Linked DNA regions of Sus scrofa: region 1 is linked to region 2. Evidence: chromatin contacts called from public HiChIP or PLAC-seq data. All regions are on one chromosome and are shown on one strand. The core of a region is the stretch at or near the end of the contact, and the rest is flanking DNA. Distances in the headings are between cores, read along the strand shown. Region 1 holds the start of LIN54 (protein lin-54 homolog). Region 2 holds the start of HPSE (heparanase).

Region 1 (3,652 bases), core at 770-3,269, 250 kb after region 2:
TTTTCCATTCTTTTTTTTTTTTTTTTTTTTTTTTCTGTACCTCAGCAGCTGGGTTTGGGTACCTGTCTCTCCCTCTTCTTCCTTCCAGAGGGGCCCCACAGTATCACTAATCATTTAACCTCCAGGAGGTTTTCTTACACTAGCTCTCAAAGCTCCTCATTAGAAAAGTCAGAGTATCATTCAGCTTTCTCACATTCCTTGCACAGGCCTCAGAGCTTCCCACTTCCAAGCCTTTGCTAATTTCATGCTTGCCTGGCTAAATCCTCACCATAAGGTTTGAGGTGGAAGGTATGGGGTGGTGTTGATAATGGCAAAAGTGAATTGACATTGGAGGCAGGGACACAGAACTACCACACGACCCAGGAGTCCTGTTCCTGGGCATTTATCTGGACAAAACTTTCATTCAAAAAGATACATGCAGCCCATGTTCATTGCAGCATTGTTCACAATAACCAGGACACGGAAACAACCTAAATGTTCACGGACAGATGAATGGATTAAGAAGATGTGGTACAGAGTTCCCGTCGTGGTGCAGCGGAAACGAATCTGACTAGGAACCATGAGGTTGTGGGTTTGATCCCTGGTCTTGCTCAGTGGGTTAGGATCCCGTGTTGCCGTGAGAACGGCAGCTACAGCTCCGATTAGACCCCCTAACCTGGGAACCTCCATATGCTGCAGGTGCAGCCCTAAAAAGACAAAAAAAAAAAAAAAAAAAAAAAACAAAAAAACCCAAAGGGATGTGGTACATATACACAAGACAAATGGATGGATTCAGAAGGTGTGGTACATTTACACAATGGACTCCTGCTCAGCCATAAAAAAGAACAAAATAATGTCCTTTGCAGCAACATGGGTACAACTAGAGACTCATCCTAAGTGAAGTAAGTCAGAAAGACAAATACCATATAATGTCACTTACACGTGGAATCTAAAATACAGCACAAGTGAACCTATCTATAGAAAAACCTCAAGGATGTGGAGAATAGACTTGTGGTTGCCAAGGGTGAGGGGTGGGAGTGGGATGAACTGGGAGTCTGGAGTTAGTAGATGCAAACTATTGCATTTGGAGTGGATAAGCAATGAGACTCTGCTGTATAGCACTGGGAACTATATCCAGTCACTTGTGATGAAACATGATGGAGGATAATGTGAGAAAAAGAACGTGTATATATATATAAATGTATAACTGGGTCACTTCGCTGTACAGCAGAAATTGACAGGACATTGTAAATCAACTACAATTTTAAAAAAACTAAAACAAAGTGATTGCTGCCTCTGCTACAGCAAGTCTCACTTCCTCCATTGTGTTCCCAGGCTACAGTCACTCACGTTGACCTGCATGTCCTCCCTGCTCCATTAGCAATTACAGACTGTACCACATCATTTTATATTATGCATTCTCTATTGTTTCCTCTGTAGTTTTTGTCTCATACAGAGCAGTTATTATCTGAATCTCTCAGTGCCTGCTTATCCTACTCCAAATTTGGGTTATCTTTTCTCACCTTACAAAAAGAATAGCGGGAAAAAGAAAAGGAAATGGTGATCAAATACAAAGAATTTTGACTGTGTTAGTCTTGGCTGTACACTGCAAACGAAAGTCTCTTTGAAAATAAGTTTAACTCTGCATGGTCTCCCACGGGCTTTTCAGCGACCCCTGCAACATTAGGGCCTAAAAAACGAAAAGATTTGGCATCTGTGATTACTGATCACTCCCCACCCAAGTACATCAAACAGCGGCAAGATGCTGGAAACTGCACCCACAGCAGAGACTTCCTAACAAGGAAAGCGAGACGGTAGCGCGGTCCCTTCCAACCTCCCAACTGCAGGCGCGATCCCGCTCTTCCCCCTCCCAGTCTCAGCCGGATGGAACATTCCGTGCGAAAGCTTGGACCGGGCGCCCACTCCGGGTCACGTGGAGCAGGAGCGTCCTGCCGGCGCCTTGCGGGATGACGCTCGCTCGGGTTGCCAAGGGGCGGGGCAAGGCGCCGCGGAAGGGGCGGGGCGAAGGAAGCCGGCCGGGAGGCGGGGCGGGCGGAGCGGAGGGGCGGGCGGAGAGGGGCGCGCGGGCGGGGAGGGCCCGGCGTATTATGGGATGCGGCGGTGGAATGGCGCTGGGCGCGTGATTTTGAACAAACCCGGGTCTGTGTCTCGGAGGCGCCGCCGCCGCCGCGGCTGCTGGGAGCCCAGGGAGCGCGGCGCGAGGAGGAGGCGGCGGCGCCGCCGGCTTTGGTGAGTGTCAGCCCCCGGGGTGGGGGCTTCTGGGCGGGCCGGCGGGAAAGGGGGCGCTGCGGGTGGAGGCGCGGGCGGAGGGCGCCGGACCGCCCTCTCCGGGAGCCCGGCTAGTGGGTCGTGGCGGAGAGCGGGAACCTGCAGTCTGGGGGCCGCCGCGCCCCATCCCCGGGCCGCAGGGGGCGGGAGGAGCCTCCCGGCTCGGGCCCTTCCCGCCGGCCCTCGGGAGGGCGGCTGTCACCCGGCTGGGCCGCCGCTCCGCCGGCAGCCTGTCCTTCTGGGCGGTCTGGAGGGAGGGCTCCCGTGGCTGTTGACACGCACACGGCGCGGCCCGAGGAGCCGCCGTGTCGGCCCCGGGTTTCTGGGAACCGGTTTTGCTGCTGTGTCATTTCGTAGCAGCCCTTCCTTTCCCTACTGCCCGCCGCCCGGTTCTTCCTACGCCCCTTTGTATGGTGTCTTCGTGTGTGTCCGTTTTCCTCGCGAAGCCCACCAGCCAAATGTCATAATGTTCCCGAGGTGCACGGGGAAGGGAGCGGGCCAGGGCTTAGCCTGGCCAAGCAACGGTAAACACCAAGCAGAGTGCGGATGGATGGGGCTGGCGGAGGGGAAATAAAGTTTAAAGATGAAGAAGCTGGGCAGGCTCGATACTCCTGGCGTCTAGCAGGCTGCATAGAGAAACGACGACTGGGCCGATTGATAGATAGCACTTGTTTAAGCCTGAAGCTGCCGTCTTTTATGTGGAATTGTCATTCAAGCAAGGTAAGGAAGTGAAATGGCTTTTTCAGTTTCTTACTCTCTCTTCTTAAACTAACTTTGAAGAAAGACAGTCGAGTGGCTCTGTTCGAAATCTGTACATTCCGTTTGCTCATTTCAGACAGGTCTTATGCTGTAGTCGAATGGTAGGTATAGAATCCAGCTTTTGGATGGGTGGTTATCAAACCTGAAATCAATAAAGGCAGCTAATTTACGTGTTTTTTTTTTTTTTAATTCTGATCCCGTCAGAAGCTTGCAGCTTAGGTTTTCTTGTTATGTCTTTGATAATTAAAATAATCTGTATTTTCTTTTCGTTATTCATTAAACTGCACAATGGTGGAGCTGATGGGGCTGGGTAGGTAACTCCGGGGTCTTATTCTAAAGCAAGCTGCTTATTTTCACTGTATCAAATGAATGTCAGCGGCAGATTTTTTTTTTTTTCAATTATTCGGTGACTTAGATCCTTAAAAGCGTTTGGCAAAGCATTTCCGCTTAGAGGTATGTTTTCTCTATTTTAGAAACTGTTCACTCATGACTAGGGTCAATGCCTTGTAAATCTAGTTGCACTTTGACGTCTTAAGCCAATGACACACTGGAAGCCCCAGAGTTTATGGTCAGTGTTGATGATCAGAGAAATTGAGTGGAAAACAGTTGAGAACGTTACTGTAAA
Region 2 (3,292 bases), core at 321-2,820:
GCAGCAGTGAAAGCACTGAGTCTTAACCACTAGACCACCAGGAAACTCCCACATTTAACTCTTTAATTGCTTAAGAATAGACAGATCTGGAGTTCTCTTGTGGCACATTGGGTTAAGGGTCTTCAGTGTCACTGTAGCAGCTTGGGTTGCTGTGGCTCAGGTTGGATCCCTGGCCCAGGAACTTCCACATGACAGAAAAAAATAAATAAAAAGGGTAGACGGATCTGTGCAAGTTACATATAAATTTCAAAACAATCCATTTTTATTTACTGCTTTTTGGTGGTACAATCTAAGCAAAAAATCCTAAGGGTTTTGGTGTCACTTGCTTATTCAACATTTACTGGATGCCTCCTAAGTGCCAAGCATGGTGCCATGAGCTTCAGTGAATGCAGCAAACAAGACAAACCCCATCTCGGCTTTCATGGAGTTAATAATCCAGGAGGTGAGGCCAACATGGAGCAATACAACACTAACGAATGTGGTATGTTCTAGCAAGGTCAGGATGCTGTGAGAATGTGTCATGGGGGAGTTCAGCTGCCTGGAGACTCAGGCAAAACTTCTTTGAGGAAGTTACATTTCCGGCTGTTATCTGCTCTGCGTTGTATAATTGCCTTTCCATCCCGATTCTTACACTTGGACGTGTCCGTCTCAGAGCTTGGGTCCTCACATGCAAAATGAGGATAATACCCACTTGCCAGTGCTGTGGGAGGGAGGGAGAGCACAGGTGAAGCACCTCTCCCATCAGGCGCAGAAAAGCCCTAAGTGCATGGTGCTTGTTATAATTACAAATCAGTGAAGGCATCACAGGAAAACTAAAGAAAAATTTGGCCAACGGCTAAAGATAAATATGCAGAGGGGAAACTTGGCAATGGCTCCAAATTCAAGGGACAGTCACAACCCCCACACGTGTATGAAGGCTTTAGGTCCTTGGTTAGAGATGTCAGAGACCCAGTACTTTGAAGCTTTGCTACATACCGTTTTCATGAGAAACTGATAAAGACATTTTTGGGAATGATCTCTGTCTAGATGCCCAGATTCGATTTTTTTCAGGCAAAAGGAAGACCCCTTGGAAACAGCACTCTGGCCTGAGGCCACATCAGGTTTTGGCAAGCTCAAGGGACAGTTCAAAAGCCAGATGGAGGGGGTAAGTGAGGAATGCTCACTAGAGGTTTTCATTTCGATCAGAAGCCCAGGCGCCACTGGCTGGGACCCGGAGGAGGGAACTGCTGGCGGTCTCACCGATGTGCGCTGGGCACTGTGCTTCAAGAAGCCAGCTCTGGGATGCCTAGGGCTCCTCCCGGGCGCTTGGATCCCCATCACGTCCGCACCCTTCAAATGAATGTGGGTGATTTCGTAAGTGGAAAGCGTGCGAGGAAGGAGGAATGAGCGGGGAGGCGGAGCGGGGCGGAGAGGGAGCAGTGGGTGGGATGCGGGCAGGAGTGGGAGGGATGCGGGCAGGAGTGGGAGGGATGCGGGCAGGAGTGGGAGGGATGCAGGGCGCAGTGGGAGGGGTGAGGAGGCGTGAGCGGGTGGGGAAGGAGAAAAGGCCGCTGTGGCGGGTTGGGAGGAAGTGCGCCAGGTCTCGCTGGTCGCCGCGCTGCTGCTCACAGGGGGAGGCAGCCAGGTGAGCCCGAGATGCTGCTGCGCTGGAAGCCCGGGTTGCCGCTGGCGCTGCTGCTCCTCCTGGGACTGCTCAGTCCCTGCTCCCCCGGCCTCTCGGGAAGACCCGCACCAGCTAAGGACGTCGCGGTGCTGGAATTCTCCACCCAGCGGCCAGTGCACCTGCTGAGTCCAGCGTTCCTGTCTGTAACCATAGACGGCAACCTGGCCACGGACCCGCGGTTTCTCACCTTTCTGGGGTAAGTGCGAGCCCTTGGGTCCCTCTCCCAACTCCTGCCGTCCTGACATCCACGCCAGCCCAGTGAGCCGCTCTCCTGGATGCAGGTGCCTCATACCCCTGAGAGAAAAGTTATATTCTTAGGCTTCTCCTTGAAATGCATACTTGGAAATTGAACGGCTTAGAGTCCTTCCTTGTCGTTCTCCCTTAGTTACACCCTAAACACAACCACCCACAGCTAAAGATTAGGCACCCCAGCACAACTGCCTGTGGCTTAAAGATTGTTAGCACGGGGTGTTTTCAGGAACTTTCCTAGTTTGTTCTCATCTCTGATCCATATGCCCTTTACGCAAGTACTGCTGTTCTGGGCAAGAACCCAGAAGACCACCGGCGGGATCAGGCCGAGATCGCCTGACTCCAGCTTTGATGGCTAAGATGCCCCCCAAAAAAGAAGAATGCATGCCTGTCCCAATCCTGATCCCTATCTGAAAACCTTTTTTTCTCCTTTTTACTATAAAACTCCTTGCAAATTCTTTGGGGGGGGGGCACAGTCTTTAATGCATTAGCTTGCTGTGACCCTCCTTTGCCTGGCAAAGCAATAAAGCTATTTTTTTTCTCCTTTACCCAAAACTCTGTCCCTGCATTTCAATTCGGCACCTGCAGACAGAGGCCGAATTCTGGCAACACCCTCTTTACACCTTCTCACAGCTTGCTCTCTCTCTCCCTCCTCATCTCACACCCTGCTGGGGCCCCCAAACCGCTCTTTCCTGCCTCCATTCATTCAGCAAGTGTTGCCTGAGCAGCAGCGAAGGGCCAAGCATTAGGCGGAAATCCTGGAAAGAAACTTCCCATGTGCCCCAGAAACAGGGGACAAGCATCTGGAGTGCTTTGAGTCCGTGACTTTGCTGTAGGATAAGTAACGTTATGCACCAAACTTTCTTCTCTTAAGCTCTCTGCAAGGAAGGTTAAGGGTGTGTGTGTGGGGGGGGGAGAATGGGGAAAATATATGTTGAAACTTTTATGTTGAAACTTTTAAAGAGCAGTTTTAAGTTCCCAGCAAAATGAGTCCAAGATACAGAGATTTCCCACACTGTACTCTTAAAACAATTTTTTCTTAGTATCATATCCATGAGACGTGGGAGACTACTGCAGTGACTTTCAGAGCCTTAATAAAAAGCTGTCTCTCCGAGATGATGTGCTATAAAATGTGGCATGGCTTTATTAGTTGTAATTTTTTTTCTCACCTGAGAAAGACGGAGCCTGGTGCAGGTTCACTGGCCCCTGCCATTAGAGAGCAAGCTGATCCCAAGAAAATGGCACTGCAGGGACAGACCCAGGTCATCCAGGCCACGCACTGAGGTCATGAGAGCCTCTGGAGATGGTCAGACCTCAGCCAACCCAGACAACTGGGATCCTGCCATTCCCAAACACCTACAGGCTGGCCTTCCGGTGCCC

What was found. HiChIP or PLAC-seq counts read pairs in DNA pulled down with a chosen protein or histone mark.
Region 1: an H3K27ac HiChIP or PLAC-seq map of alveolar macrophages shows a contact between it and region 2. The contact joins the promoter of LIN54 here to the promoter of HPSE in region 2. A contact is called at or near these places in 1 of 5 promoter capture datasets (fetal skeletal muscle) and 1 of 2 datasets of contacts at active chromatin or transcription factors (alveolar macrophages).

Annotation. Positions count from the first base shown.
Region 1 is chr8:135,328,849-135,332,500 of Sscrofa11.1, forward strand. LIN54 (protein lin-54 homolog) reads left to right here and starts at 2,020. Exons shown (of 13, transcript XM_021101867.1): 1 at 2,020-2,229.
Region 2 is chr8:135,080,629-135,083,920 of Sscrofa11.1, forward strand. It overlaps HPSE (heparanase), which reads left to right and starts at 1,571. Exons shown (of 12, transcript NM_001146130.2): 1 at 1,571-1,859. The coding sequence starts at 1,636. All of the region lies in intron 4 of LOC102167078 (a long non-coding RNA gene), which reads right to left.